Regions from separate parts of the Triticum aestivum genome. Here region 1 is linked to region 2. Evidence: chromatin contacts called from public Hi-C data. All regions are on one chromosome and are shown on one strand. The core of a region is the stretch at or near the end of the contact, and the rest is flanking DNA. Distances in the headings are between cores, read along the strand shown.

Region 1 (6,346 bases), core at 1,309-3,808, 210 kb before region 2:
AATGAGAGTCGATGTCATGACTTTTGTGCCATGGCTCACTTTTGTTAGGCTGGTCATAGTGGAGAGTAACTTAGACTAGTAACATACATATGTTACTAGTCTATGTTACTACCTTCATAGTGGGTAGTGTCATATGTGTGGTAACATAGTTGCCTTCATTTATTACTTTGTAGACTCATTATGCATTGGAAACCGCTATGTGATGGTTACATATTATGTTACTCTATTTGCGTCTCTCCTCATTAACTACTTGCCACATCACCAATTTTGCTTATGTGGCATCTATATTACTACCTATGTTACTCCCACTATGACCAGCCTTAGGCCTTCCTTTATAAAGGGAAAAAGAGGTTCTCCCATATATATATATTTTTCTAGCGAAACTAGTTTTGTAAAAATTGCTCTGTTGTGTGTGTATATATTGTATTCTCGTGTATTTCTTCTCTTAGGCCTTTTTTGTCCAACGATACTTTTGATGACCCAACTTTAATACTATACTTCCTATAGGACATGACTTGTCAACTTGATAAACCACACAGCTTTGGTCTCTTTGCTGGCTTGGAAATGTTTGGTGGATGATGACATGATGTGGCAGTGGTTTTGCACACGTAGTGTCACCAACCAGGATATTTGTGGAAGAAGCAGATAATAGGAGAGGGAAGAGGAATAAGAATGCTTGTTAAATCATGATAAGCATTCTAGATGGGAACGAATAAGAATGGTGTTTAATCATGATAGTTACTCTTGACAAGAGACAAGAGTATGGGGATGTCAGAGAATTGAAAAAATAACAATAACGCAACCAGGACAAGTGTTTGTAACATGTCTCTTTTTTGTCTAAATGAATGTTCAGTGTTTTTGGATTTTAAACGTATTTCCGTAATTCGGATCATGTTTCCGTGGTTTCCTATTTCTTAATATGAATTCCTTGCCGATTTTTTGAAGATTTTGTGTGTTGTGTAAATTTGTTTGAAATCTTGACCGACGGCGGGCGACCCAACCTACCTCTGTTTAAGAGTATCTATCAGGCCAGGGACCAAACATGTCCAGTTTAAATCGTCAACTGTCAGTCTGTGAACACACGCAGAGGGAAGAAGACGTGTCTTCTTACCACCGACGACGACCTACTCCCCTGCGTGTAGTCTACTACGTATATGTACTGCTACCTAACCAGGTACCCCTGCCGAACACGAGCAACACCAGCCGACGACGGCGACGAGCGAGCAGCAGGCTCGGGAAGGAGACGACAGGTGAAGTCAAAGGAGGAGGACAGGCGGCACGGCGTTGGATTGATTGTGCGGCAAGTATGCATGGCCACCGACGGATGGAAAGGTGGACAGGCTTCTTCTCTCTTAAATAGTACTCCCTCCGTCCGGCCGCGTCTCCCGGGCATGATTGATTCATCCATCGTCTCCGTCTGCCAGCAAAAGCCTAACTTTCGCCTCCTCTGCGCGCTTAATCAACTAACTGAGCGGCCGTTCACACGACTCTCGCATTGCCTACTGTAGGAATATAAAAAGAAAGGAGATATGTTACTCTTGAGATTTAAATAAGCGCCACAGTTTGTAGTGAACCAGTGATGCGAAACTAATTTTGCAGCAAGCAAAAACACCACGTTCGAATCGCGTAAATTCCCTCGTTTACATTGATCGATTGATGTAGGTGAACGGTGGTTGCAGTGTTTGGCTCGTTGTAGTCTCGATGGCGTTTGCTTGTCAAAGGGGCACCGCCGCAGTTACACTCCTCGGAATCCTTATCATCGCTCCGGCGCAACGGCGAATGAGCGGAGATATTGCTTCTCCTATCCTCGGCGTGTGCCGAGAGAGATGGGTCGGCGAGATCTCAGGAAGCACTGGTTTGAGAACAAAATATGACTTATGATGATGTCAGCCGCGGCGGCATCGATGACTCGTTGGTGTAGATTCACGCTGACCTCTTGACGATACAGTTAGGGTTTTGTTAGTATGGTGATAGTGGCGACTTTCCTTTGCAGTATCCCACTTCGTTACATTGGTGTCACCTTCAGCGGAGCTTCTTTTAGAGGTTATTGGGATATTGGATGTATGAATCTTTCGGCGTTTTCGCCAAAAACAAAAAACTTTCGGCGGCCACAACTTCAACAAATTATTCTTCAGGGCGTTGGTCCGGCATAAACGTGGCCTTGATCATTATCGACCTCTCCTTTTTAGGTCTATATATCTACATGTACTGCTAGTTTTGTTATAAGAGTATATATATATGTGTACTGTTGGTTTGATCATTAGAGTCGGGCGTTTTCTAAAATGAAAATAGTAGTAGTACCATTTTACCTGTCGAATCACTACGTGCACGCCACTAGTAACGTGCTGGGCTTGGCTAATAAATCCTCATCATCCCTAAATACGTGGGCCGTGGTACGCGTAGCATTTACAGATACGGTGGCGCTGGATTTACTGCGCGCGCGCGCGTGTGTCCTGAGAGGACTTGAGGTGAGCGTCCCACCAACCTGCTCCGCCGACAGCTAGCTCATCATTGACACCGAGGGCCGAGCCGGCTCCCACCACCACCACCCTCCGCCCCGCTCGCTCCTCCGCATTATTATCACCCGACGCCCCTCCCCTCTCCTCTCCGACTCCCCCCCGGCCCCCTCCCTCCCCTGCTCGCCAACGCGCGGCAGCAGATTCGCCCGCCTCCCTCCTCCTCCCCACCCTCTGCCTGTGTATTTTTGCTGCTGAGTAGGGGAGCGCACGGGGAGCTGTGGGCGGGCGGCGGCGATGGGGAAGCCGCGGGCGATGGTGGCCCTCGCGGCCGCGCTCGCGCTGCTCCTCTCCTGCTCCGGCGTCGTCGTCAGGGGCCAGGACACCGAGAGGATCGAAGGTGTGTGCCTTTCTTTCTCCTATGCGCGATTCAGCTGGAGAGAGCATAAAAATGCTCCCTTTTCCTTTCCAGCCTTTGATGCTCTGGTAGTTAGTCTTTATTACTGTTCTTCTTCCTGCTGCCGTGCCGCAATGCTTGTGCCACCGAGCTCGATTGATCCCCAGAAATCCGCGGTCCCGTGTGCGTTCCCGCGGTGCCTGGGATCTGATTTGGGGGGCGCTGCTTTTGGACCGAATCCTGCCGGTTGAGGCCGGGGAAGAAGGCCGGCGGCATGAGATCTGCGGCCGCTGGACCAATTCGGGACGTGATGGCCAGCACATCAGCTGTTCGTCCCGAGATCTCGCCGCGATAGGATTTTATTCCGCGCGGCATGTTCCGACTTTTGGTCACCGACAGGCCAGGGAGAGCATGTCTGACTTTGTAGATAAGCATGGGCGCCTACCTCAATCACCGAACTTTAGACATTACTGTATTATTAAACCTCCCTGTGATTCTGGACTGGGAGTCTAAATTGTCTGTTGCGTTGCCATGTACTCTACCAACAGCCCACTCAAGCTGTTCCATAGCTCTGTAATTTTAGCTATGATGATTGTGCTGCGGCACTACTTGATTCTCATCATGTTTATCATGGAAATTCAGGGAGTGCTGGTGATGTTCTGGAGGATGATCCCGTCGGGAGGCTGAAGGTGTACGTCTACGAGCTGCCCACCAAGTACAACAAGAAGATGGTGGCCAAGGACTCCAGGTGCCTCAGCCACATGTTTGCCGCCGAGATATTCATGCACCGGTTCCTGCTGTCGAGCGCGATCCGGACGATGAACCCGGAGGAGGCCGACTGGTTCTACACCCCGGTGTACACGACCTGTGACCTTACTCCATGGGGTCATCCGTTGCCCTTCAAATCCCCGCGGATCATGAGGAGTGCGGTTCAGTTCATCTCCTCGCACTGGCCCTATTGGAACCGGACGGCCGGTGCTGATCATTTCTTCGTCGTGCCACATGACTTTGGGGCATGCTTCCATTATCAGGTGAGTCATAGAGCACAGATGGGAAACCTGAATCTTCCAACTTACATATTACTCCCTGTGTAAACTAATATAAGAGTGTTTATAGATAACTAAAATAGTGATCTAAACGCTCTTATATTAGTTTACGGAGGGAGTACCACTGAAACATGGAATGGATGTACTTTGCACACTTATACACACGCTTTGCACACTTGTACTACCACGGACTTTGATGACTGTTCATTCACTTATGTAACCTATTTATCTTAGATATTTGGAAACAAACTGCATGCTCTGTTCTAGTAGAATCTTTCTCTGACATGCATTTTGCATTGCCATGGTTCAGGAAGAGAAGGCGATCGAAAGGGGGATCCTTCCATTGCTTCGCCGCGCTACACTTGTCCAGACATTTGGGCAGAAGGATCATGTCTGCCTAAAGGAGGGCTCAATCAACATCCCACCATATGCTCCTCCCCAGAAAATGAAAACTCACCTTGTACCCCCAGAGACCCCGCGCTCCATCTTTGTCTATTTCCGTGGTTTGTTCTACGATACGGCAAATGATCCCGAGGGTGGTTACTATGCAAGGTATGCACATCTGAAACATGTGGTACTCCTCATAAGTCATAATCATCATTCTTAATGAATTATTGGGGCACAAAAGTCTTGACGTACCTTCTATGTATGCAATGCAGAGGCGCCCGTGCGTCGGTGTGGGAGAACTTCAAGAACAACCCTCTGTTCGACATCTCGACGGACCACCCACCCACCTACTATGAGGACATGCAGCGTGCCATCTTCTGCCTGTGCCCGCTGGGCTGGGCCCCGTGGAGCCCCCGTCTCGTTGAGGCCGTGGTGTTCGGGTGCATCCCGGTGATCATCGCGGACGACATTGTCCTGCCCTTCGCGGACGCCATCCCGTGGGACGAGATCGGCGTGTTCGTGGCGGAGGACGATGTCCCCAAGCTTGACACCATCCTGACCTCCATCCCGATGGAGGTGATCCTACGGAAGCAGAGGCTGCTGGCGAACCCGTCGATGAAGCAGGCCATGCTTTTCCCGCAGCCGGCCCAGCCCGGGGACGCCTTCCACCAGATCCTGAACGGCCTGGCGCGGAAGCTCCCGCACAGCAAGAGCGTGTACCTGACCCCGGGGCAGAAGGCGCTGAACTGGACCCAGGGCCCCAAGGGCGACCTGAAGCCATGGTAGGTAGCGGCGGCGGCATTGGCACCATGAGCTGACGATGTTCAGTCAGAATGAAATGAGAGGACTGATGAGTAAGCCAAGCCAAGCCAAGCCATTACTGTCATCAAATGTAAAGCTCCTTCCTGTCTAATACCACCTTGCTTCTTTTTGTTGTGATGATGTGCCTGCCTACCTTCCATGTTGTGGCATGGCATGGTTCCCTTGTTTTTTGTTGCCCTAGTGCTTAGAACTGCTGCTGTTGTAGGTGATCATGGATCATAGTGTTATATATATTGCATGACCTTTGTATTATACTGCTACATAGACGCCGATCTGTAATGGCGGGAATAATTAAGTAAGGTTAACAACAGACCAGTCTGTATCCAGTGTACAGAGGCAGAGAGATATGCTTGTCGCTGAGCATGCCTGCCGTTTGTATTGTCTGAAGGCAGCACAGTATCTGTCTGGTCTTTGGTTGATACCTTGATCTTTTATGTGACACCACAGGGCTTTTATTTAGAACATCAATGTGCTTGGCTTACATTGATGATGAAGGTAGATTAGAGTGATGCTGAATGCAACTTGCAAGGAACGCAGGTACCTGACGGCTCCAGCTGCTGCAGCAGGCTGGACGTTCCATCGATGCATGCTTAGCAGTAAAGCATTATCAGCTGCAATGTTTGCATCCCTGTTAACATGGGCAAGCGTATAAAAGCCTGGAGCACCTACAGATTTGTTCAATCCGGCTTCAGAGTCGAGGATATGCCTGCCCTTCGCTTTGCTCCTGTACACTAGTGCCGGGTTGGGCCACAACGAGAAGCGTCCGTGTGAGCCCAAACCATTCAAGACAAAGGACGGTTAACAGAATTTGAGCCCAAACCTCAGTTACGAGCAACACAACGCCCATGCTGATCGGTGATTATAAGTTTTTAGAGAAACAATCGATTTTAAAATACAAAGCGGGGATAGCTCAGTTGGGAGAGCGTCAGACTGAAGATCTGAAGGTCGCGTGTTCGATCCACGCTCACCGCACATCCATCCTTTTTTTCGTCTAAATAATGTGTCAACAGTGTTTTCCCTAAGACAAAGTTACCCAACAGTGTTTTCCCTAAGACAAAGTTAGAAGGGAAAAAACGGTATGTATCCTTTTTTTCGTTTAAATAATGGATCAACAGTGTTTTCCCTAAGACAAAGTTAGAAAGGAAAAACGGTATGTATGAGTGATTTTTTAAGTAGGTAGCATATCAATTTTTTTGTATAATCTGGCATCAGTGTTTAAACTTTTTTAAGAAAAAACT
Region 2 (6,485 bases), core at 35-2,534:
GGCATCTCCACGACCGGATCATGGAGATACGAGGACCAGGGACCTACCTGAGTTTAGGAACACCGTGTTAATTAAGTTGTGATAACAATAGTATTACTATGTCACCCGCTTATCTTTTGATGATGACATTTTTAGGGTCCGGATAAGGGTAATATTGGGGTCGGGCTTAACATCGTCAACAACCCCGTCATAAACGCCACCAACCCATCATTGTGCTCCATTGACAACCTGCTTTTCTCTCTCCTTGTATGTAGGGCTGCATATACTTTTAGCCTCTTTTGCATTTTCACACCAATTTCGTATGATTTTGCACAAGTATTTCAGAGGTCTAAACCGCAATCCATCACCCTGATTTATTTGTCCGTGGCCTATCGTCGTCGAAAGAGAGACGATTTCAACTCGACATCTTTTCAACGAGAAAAGAGGTGGACCTACTCAATTGGCCCACATAACATGGCGTTTGCTACCGAAATCCATGCACAAAATGTTTGCTACCGAAAACACAACAAAGCCAATGTGTCGTATGCGGGCGAAACAGAAAGAAATTCACAACATTGGATATTTCTTGAAGATCTAAACTACTTTTGAACCAAGTCGCTCCTCCGTGCTACCGATCATACTCTAGGCAACTCCAACCTAACGTCGTCGTTGTCAAGAAGAAAGTGGACAAATTCAACTACATCTCCCGCATGTTTTGCGGGACACGACACTATTCATTAGCCTTTTTTCCTTTTTACGGACAAATTTACCATCTTTGGTTTATCTTGAAGGTAAAAATTGACTATGATTCACCCAGAGCCATTTCTTCGTGGCATCCCTCGTTGTCGATGGGGAGCCAACCACAACACATCGTCGCTCTCAAGGGGAAAGCAGCTAATTCGATCCCCTGCCTCCAACTGCAGCCTATCGCCATTTTCTAGAACGAAGGCGCAAGAAAGTGATGGACTTGATTCGATTCCCTTCGCATGAAGAAAAACCACGTCAATGTTCATTAGCCAGCAGATCTTCGTTGCTCTTCGAGTACACGTTGCTTGCTAGCTTGGCCTCACAAGTGGTGGTGCCAAGGAGAGGCAAAGCGGCAATATGCCACTGCAAGGCATCTCCGCGACCGGATCATGGCATGGCACGTTCACATGCCCCCGCGTACACACCCCCACCGGCGCACGGCTGCTCCGCCCCTTCACCAGCCCACGGCACGCCACAAATACCGGAAACCACAAGGGTCTAATCGTAAAACGGCATTGGAAATGGCGCATCTATTTATTGACGGTGACAAGGACCAGCGGCAGGGACAAGGAGGAGGGAGAGAGAGAGAGAGATCCCCGCTCCGCTAAACCTCGCAACAACCCCCGTGGGCGACCAACCAGCCGTCCCCCTCACCATTCACCAACCCCTCCGAGAGTCGGAAGCAGAGCCGCGATCGATGGCCGGCACCGTGCCCAAGCTCGCCGCCCCGAGGCCGGCGGCCGCGGGGCCGCTCCCCTCGCAGCCCCTCCGCTCCGCCGCGCTCGCCTTCGCCCCCTCCGCCCGCCGCTTCCGCGTCTCCCTCGCCGCCCGCGCCAGGAGCCCCGTCATGTGAGAAATTATACACACCATCCGCTCCTCCTTCCCCTCCTCTTCGCGCCCCCGGCTGATAAGATTCGCGATTCCGCGGGGGCCAGCTGCTGCGGCGGCGCCGTGGGAAGGCGACTGACTGGCTGGGGTTGCGTCGCCGGCGAGGCCCGGTCGGATCAGAGCGGCCGGGCCGTGATTTGGGACAATTTTTTTTGTCTTGTTCACGCTTTCATAGTTCGAATCGCGGTGGGTGGGTTGGATCGCAGCGCTGCTGCCACGCCGCCGCGTAGATCGCCTTGCTCGGATCCGCGGTGGCCTCGAGGTCCTTCGAGGGAGGCCTGGGCGCGCGTGCGCGGCCGTCCGATGGGGGATGGACCGCCGGGATCGGATGGTTTCGCGAGCCGTCTCGGTCAACTCGGCCGAGATGGCCCGTGTTGCCGTGCGCGGATTCGTCGCTACGTGGTTGACGGCGATGTATCCTATGCGAGCGCGCCGCCGGGTTGGTTGGTTGGGCTATACGCCAGAGCAGGCCGTCGCTTCTGGATTCTTCCTGCTTGATTGATTGATAGGGATAAGCGTAGCCTCCCGTTTTTCCATCTGTTTCTGGTAATCTTCCTGCTTGATTGATAGGGATAAGCTTGGTATACTACACTAAGTTGCCAACATGCATGGAAAGTTCGCTAACATTTTACAGTGCTCATAAATCATGATCATGAATAGAAAGTTCCTTTTGCCAAAAGAAAACGAAGAACAAAAAGTTCATTTTGTTTGTATCATATATGTATGCGATGCGGCAACCATTTGGATGTGACGTTAATTCTTGCTCTTCATGAAATGGAATTTTCAGTGCGATGGCTTCCGCCAAGGAGGGGAACGGCGCCGTGACGAAGAGGACCACGCTCCATGACCTCTATGAGCAACAGGGTCAGTCCCCGTGGTACGACAACCTCTGCCGGCCTGTCACCGATTTGCTGCCCTACATCGCCAACGGTGTCCGTGGAGTCACCAGCAACCCAACGGTAATCACCATTCACCATTTTATTTTTCTTATATGCTGTATATGGATTGCTCAGGTGTGATGTGTCTGCAATGTTCCCTGCTGACTTGTGTCCCCAACAATATGCAGATTTTCCAGAAAGCCATCTCTTCATCAAACGCGTATGACGGTCAGTTCAAGGAGCTTATATCGGCTGGGAAGGATGCAGAGAGCGCTTACTGGGAACTCGTCATAAAGGACATCCAAGACGCGTGCAAACTGTTTGAGCCCATCTACGACGAGACCGATGGGGCTGATGGTTACGTTTCAGTGGAGGTGTCTCCTAGGCTGGCAAATGACACCCAAGGAACCGTCGAAGCTGCGAAGTGGTTACACAAAGTGGTCAACCGCCCCAATGTGTACATCAAGATCCCAGCTACTGCAGAATGCGTTCCTTCTATCAAGGAAGTCATTGCTAATGGCATCAGCGTCAATGTCACTGTAAGTGCTGAGCTCTGGCTTTGCCATCATTATCTTGTAGTATCTCCTTGGTTGCCAATGTATCATCTGTGTGTTTTTTCCCACTGGACCTCTTATGATATTGTTTAGTGTAAACTTTGCTGTGCTTGTTATATACTTTGATGCTAAACCTATTGATCACAAGTTTATTGATGTCGCTGCAGCTTATCTTCTCCGTTGCAAGATACGAGGCTGTGATTGATGCTTACCTTGACGGGCTTGAGGCTTCTGGTTTGAGTGACTTATCCCGAGTGACCAGTGTAGCATCCTTCTTTGTCAGCCGAGTTGACAGTCTGATCGACAAAATGCTTGAGAAGATTGGAACACCTGAGGCTCTTGCCCTGAGGGGAAAGGTAGAGACAATTGAAGTTTTATGTCACCTAGTAGTAGGGTGTTCTAAATTACTAAGATCCAAGTTTTGAATTAGTAACCACCCTTTTTTCTCTCAGGCTGCTGTAGCACAAGCAAAGATAGCAAACCAGCTTTACCTCAAGAAATTCTCTGGCCCAAGGTGGGAGGCTTTGGTGAAGAAGGGAGCCAAGAAGCAGAGGTTGTTGTGGGCATCCACCAGCGTGAAGAACCCGGCTTACTTGGACACTCTTTACGTCGATCCTCTCATCGGACCTGACACCGTGAGTTTCAACAGCAAGTTCCCTCCGTCTTGTTGTCGGGATCATAATCACCGACTTGTCATTTTTTACATATTCAGAACTTTTAAGCGCATCCTAACTTGCTCTCCACCCTTTGCACATTCAGGTCTCTACGATGCCCGACCAAGCTCTGGACGCGTTCATCGACCACGGCACAGTTGCTAGGACAATCGACGCTAACGTGTCAGAAGCTGAGGGCATATACAGTGCCCTGGAGAAGCTGGGCATCGACTGGGAAGAGGTTGGCAAGCAGCTGGAGCACGAGGGTGTGAGCTCCTTCAAGGGGAGCTTCGACAGTCTGCTCACGAGCTTGGAGGAGAAGGGCAACGCCCTCAAGACCGCTGCCAACCTGTAGGCGCTAAAATTATCGGATAGAATGGTTTGGTACCGGCGCTGGCCATCAAACGATACCCAATAAAAATGCCAGCTTGCTGGCTCTCTCCTTCCATTTGGAAATGAAATGCTACCAGTTTTCTGGTTGAGCTTCTCTGTATTCTAGGTGCACCTGGCTGTCATTGTGTAACTGAGGCTTGTTGCTTGCAACTGCTATTCGTTTTCTGATCAATTGTTTTTGAGCAAGTGAGCCATATTTGTGTATCTTTGGGAAATGCATTTCTCCTTGCTGTTGTTATTCGTACTTTCTACAAGATTATGAGAATTTTGGCAACTTAGCTCAGTAATGTTTTGGAATATGTCAGACCCATGTTCTGTTTTCATTAACCGACACTTTGATCCGACACTTTGATCCAACTAAAGAATAACAGTTAGAGGCCAAACTAATCTTTCTGCCATTTGAAGGACTACGGTAGGAACTACTCCCTCGTCCGAAAAAGCTTGTCTCTAGTTAATGCTAGATACATTGATTTGAAGCTTAGGACAAGCTTTTTCGGATGGAGGGTGTATGTGCGTGCTCAAAATTGTCCTTATACAGCTCACATCGATGAAGATCATATATTTTGGGTGAACTTTTGAAACTTAGAGCGGACCGTGACCGTTTTTTTGCCTGTTTTCTGTCAATTAACTGAGCAATTCTCTTATGCTTAATTGATTGATGTGACAAATCTTTTTGCCTTCGTTTTGGAAGAAGAAAAGTAAGTTGCGCCCACAACTATTACTGTCAAGCGTTGGTCTGTCGAAGTCCTCTACTTGGCTTGAAAGGAGGCGGGAGGTAGACAGAGACTAGAAAGCTTACACAGATTGATAAAGTATTTCTTTTACTTTTAGATGTATATACTCTTAAACACATGACACCTTGGGCACACACTTGATTCGGACAGTGGTGAATGTGAAGTAGGCTATTGTCACGGCAATAATGAGCCAATGTAGTACTCCATCCGTTCTCAAATATAAGTCTTTTTAGAGATTCCAACAAGTGACTACATGCGGAGCAAAATAAATGAATATATACTTTAAAATATATTTACATACATCCATTTGTTGTAGTCCATTAAAAATGTCTAAAAAGACTTATATTTAGGAACGGAGGGAGTATTTGCTGTGCTTCACGCCCTCACGAGGACCCATTAGCTTGAACAATTTTTTTTTAAATACTCCCTCCGGTCGGGAATATAAGTCAGGTACATGATTTTAGGTCGTCAATTTGACTACTGAAACATGTGTAATATGCCAAAAAGAACTCTTGTCTAGAAAATCATTCAACGACGAATCTAAAGATTGTTTTTTTTTTTGGCATACCACATGTTTCACTAGCCAATCGAAAACCTAAGACCCACGCCCGACTTATATTCCCATCTGGAGCGAGTAGTACTATCAAATTCCACCGCTGAAATAGTCATTTCACAATATACAGGAAATATCCAGCACGGCATTTTGGTAGACTGACTTGAGTACACATAAGAAGTTGATCCCGAGAACGAGATAGGTTTTCGACAGCAAAGAACTAGGGTATTATTTACAGACTCTCCAGCATCCCATGCTGTAGATACTTTTTCCCGCTCTTCCCGATGCGACCAGCATGGAAGTATCTCTCAGGGGCTCTCGCAGAACTCCATTTCCTGCAATCCCAACAGATTATGCGAGCTGTCAGGCATGCAGACATAATGCATTTCTTAGTAGGAATATATAAAGTCTGGAGCACGAAATCTCCTACCTTCCCACAAATTGGGCAGGTGTCGCTCCTCTCCATCCACTCATAAATACAACTTAGATGGAAATGGTGGGAGCATTTAGTTATGATCTGTGGATTCTCCGGGGTGTACTCTACACGATGAGTAAGCAGTGAGAAAATGTTCACAGACACCATAACATGGCCTCTGTATTCAGATAAAAACACATGCGAACAAACCTTCCAGACAAGTAGGGCAGACATCTTCGTCGTCTGAAGTGATGACGGCATAACTGCTGTTATATGCTCTTCCAGAAAGACTCTTAGTCGATTCAGAACGACGCACCTTATGTTCACCCTCAGGATCAGTGCTGCTCCTTTTCTTTTGAGCAGCTAAATGCTCGACACCAGAGCTGCTGCCATTTCGTCTAAGACCTGGGGACTCTTCATGCGTGAGGTTAATAGACTTTTCACGCCTTGATACCAGTCCCTCTCTTTGCACTCGGGCATATCTAGGGTCAATGTCATATGGGGGTGGTCTAGAAACAAGGTGAAAAGTTTCAGACAGCGAACTCTCAGTTATATTAGTACTTGGATTAGTGGATGCCAATGGCGCAGCTCCTTGAGCTGGGTTGCTTGGCCTAGAGTCGAGCCTCTGGAATGCTGCAGTATACTACATGGACCAAAGAGGAATACTGGAGTTAGAATAAGCATTCAGTAT

Evidence for each region. Hi-C and Micro-C count contacts between places; a contact is called where the count stands out from the background.
Region 1: a Hi-C map of leaf shows a contact between it and region 2, with 3 times the contacts expected there. The contact joins the promoter of LOC123063185 here to the promoter of LOC123063182 in region 2. A contact is called at or near these places in 3 of 5 Hi-C or Micro-C datasets (all in leaf).

What each region holds. Positions count from the first base shown.
Region 1 is chr3A:683,334,615-683,340,960 of IWGSC CS RefSeq v2.1, reverse strand. LOC123063185 (probable glucuronosyltransferase Os01g0926600) reads left to right here and starts at 2,558. Exons shown (of 4, transcript XM_044486916.1): 1 at 2,558-2,856; 2 at 3,496-3,884; 3 at 4,210-4,451; 4 at 4,559-5,418. The coding sequence starts at 2,754. The coding sequence ends at 5,072. TRNAF-GAA (transfer RNA phenylalanine (anticodon GAA)) reads left to right here and starts at 6,008; the gene lies at 6,008-6,080.
Region 2 is chr3A:683,123,980-683,130,464 of IWGSC CS RefSeq v2.1, reverse strand. LOC123063182 (transaldolase) reads left to right here and starts at 1,284. Exons shown (of 6, transcript XM_044486913.1): 1 at 1,284-1,575; 2 at 2,402-2,573; 3 at 2,681-3,031; 4 at 3,214-3,402; 5 at 3,499-3,681; 6 at 3,806-4,330. The coding sequence starts at 1,424. The coding sequence ends at 4,054. LOC123063180 (E3 ubiquitin-protein ligase At3g02290) reads right to left here. Exons shown (of 5, transcript XM_044486911.1): 3 at 6,005-6,437; 4 at 5,810-5,919; 5 at 5,470-5,714. The coding sequence ends at 5,688.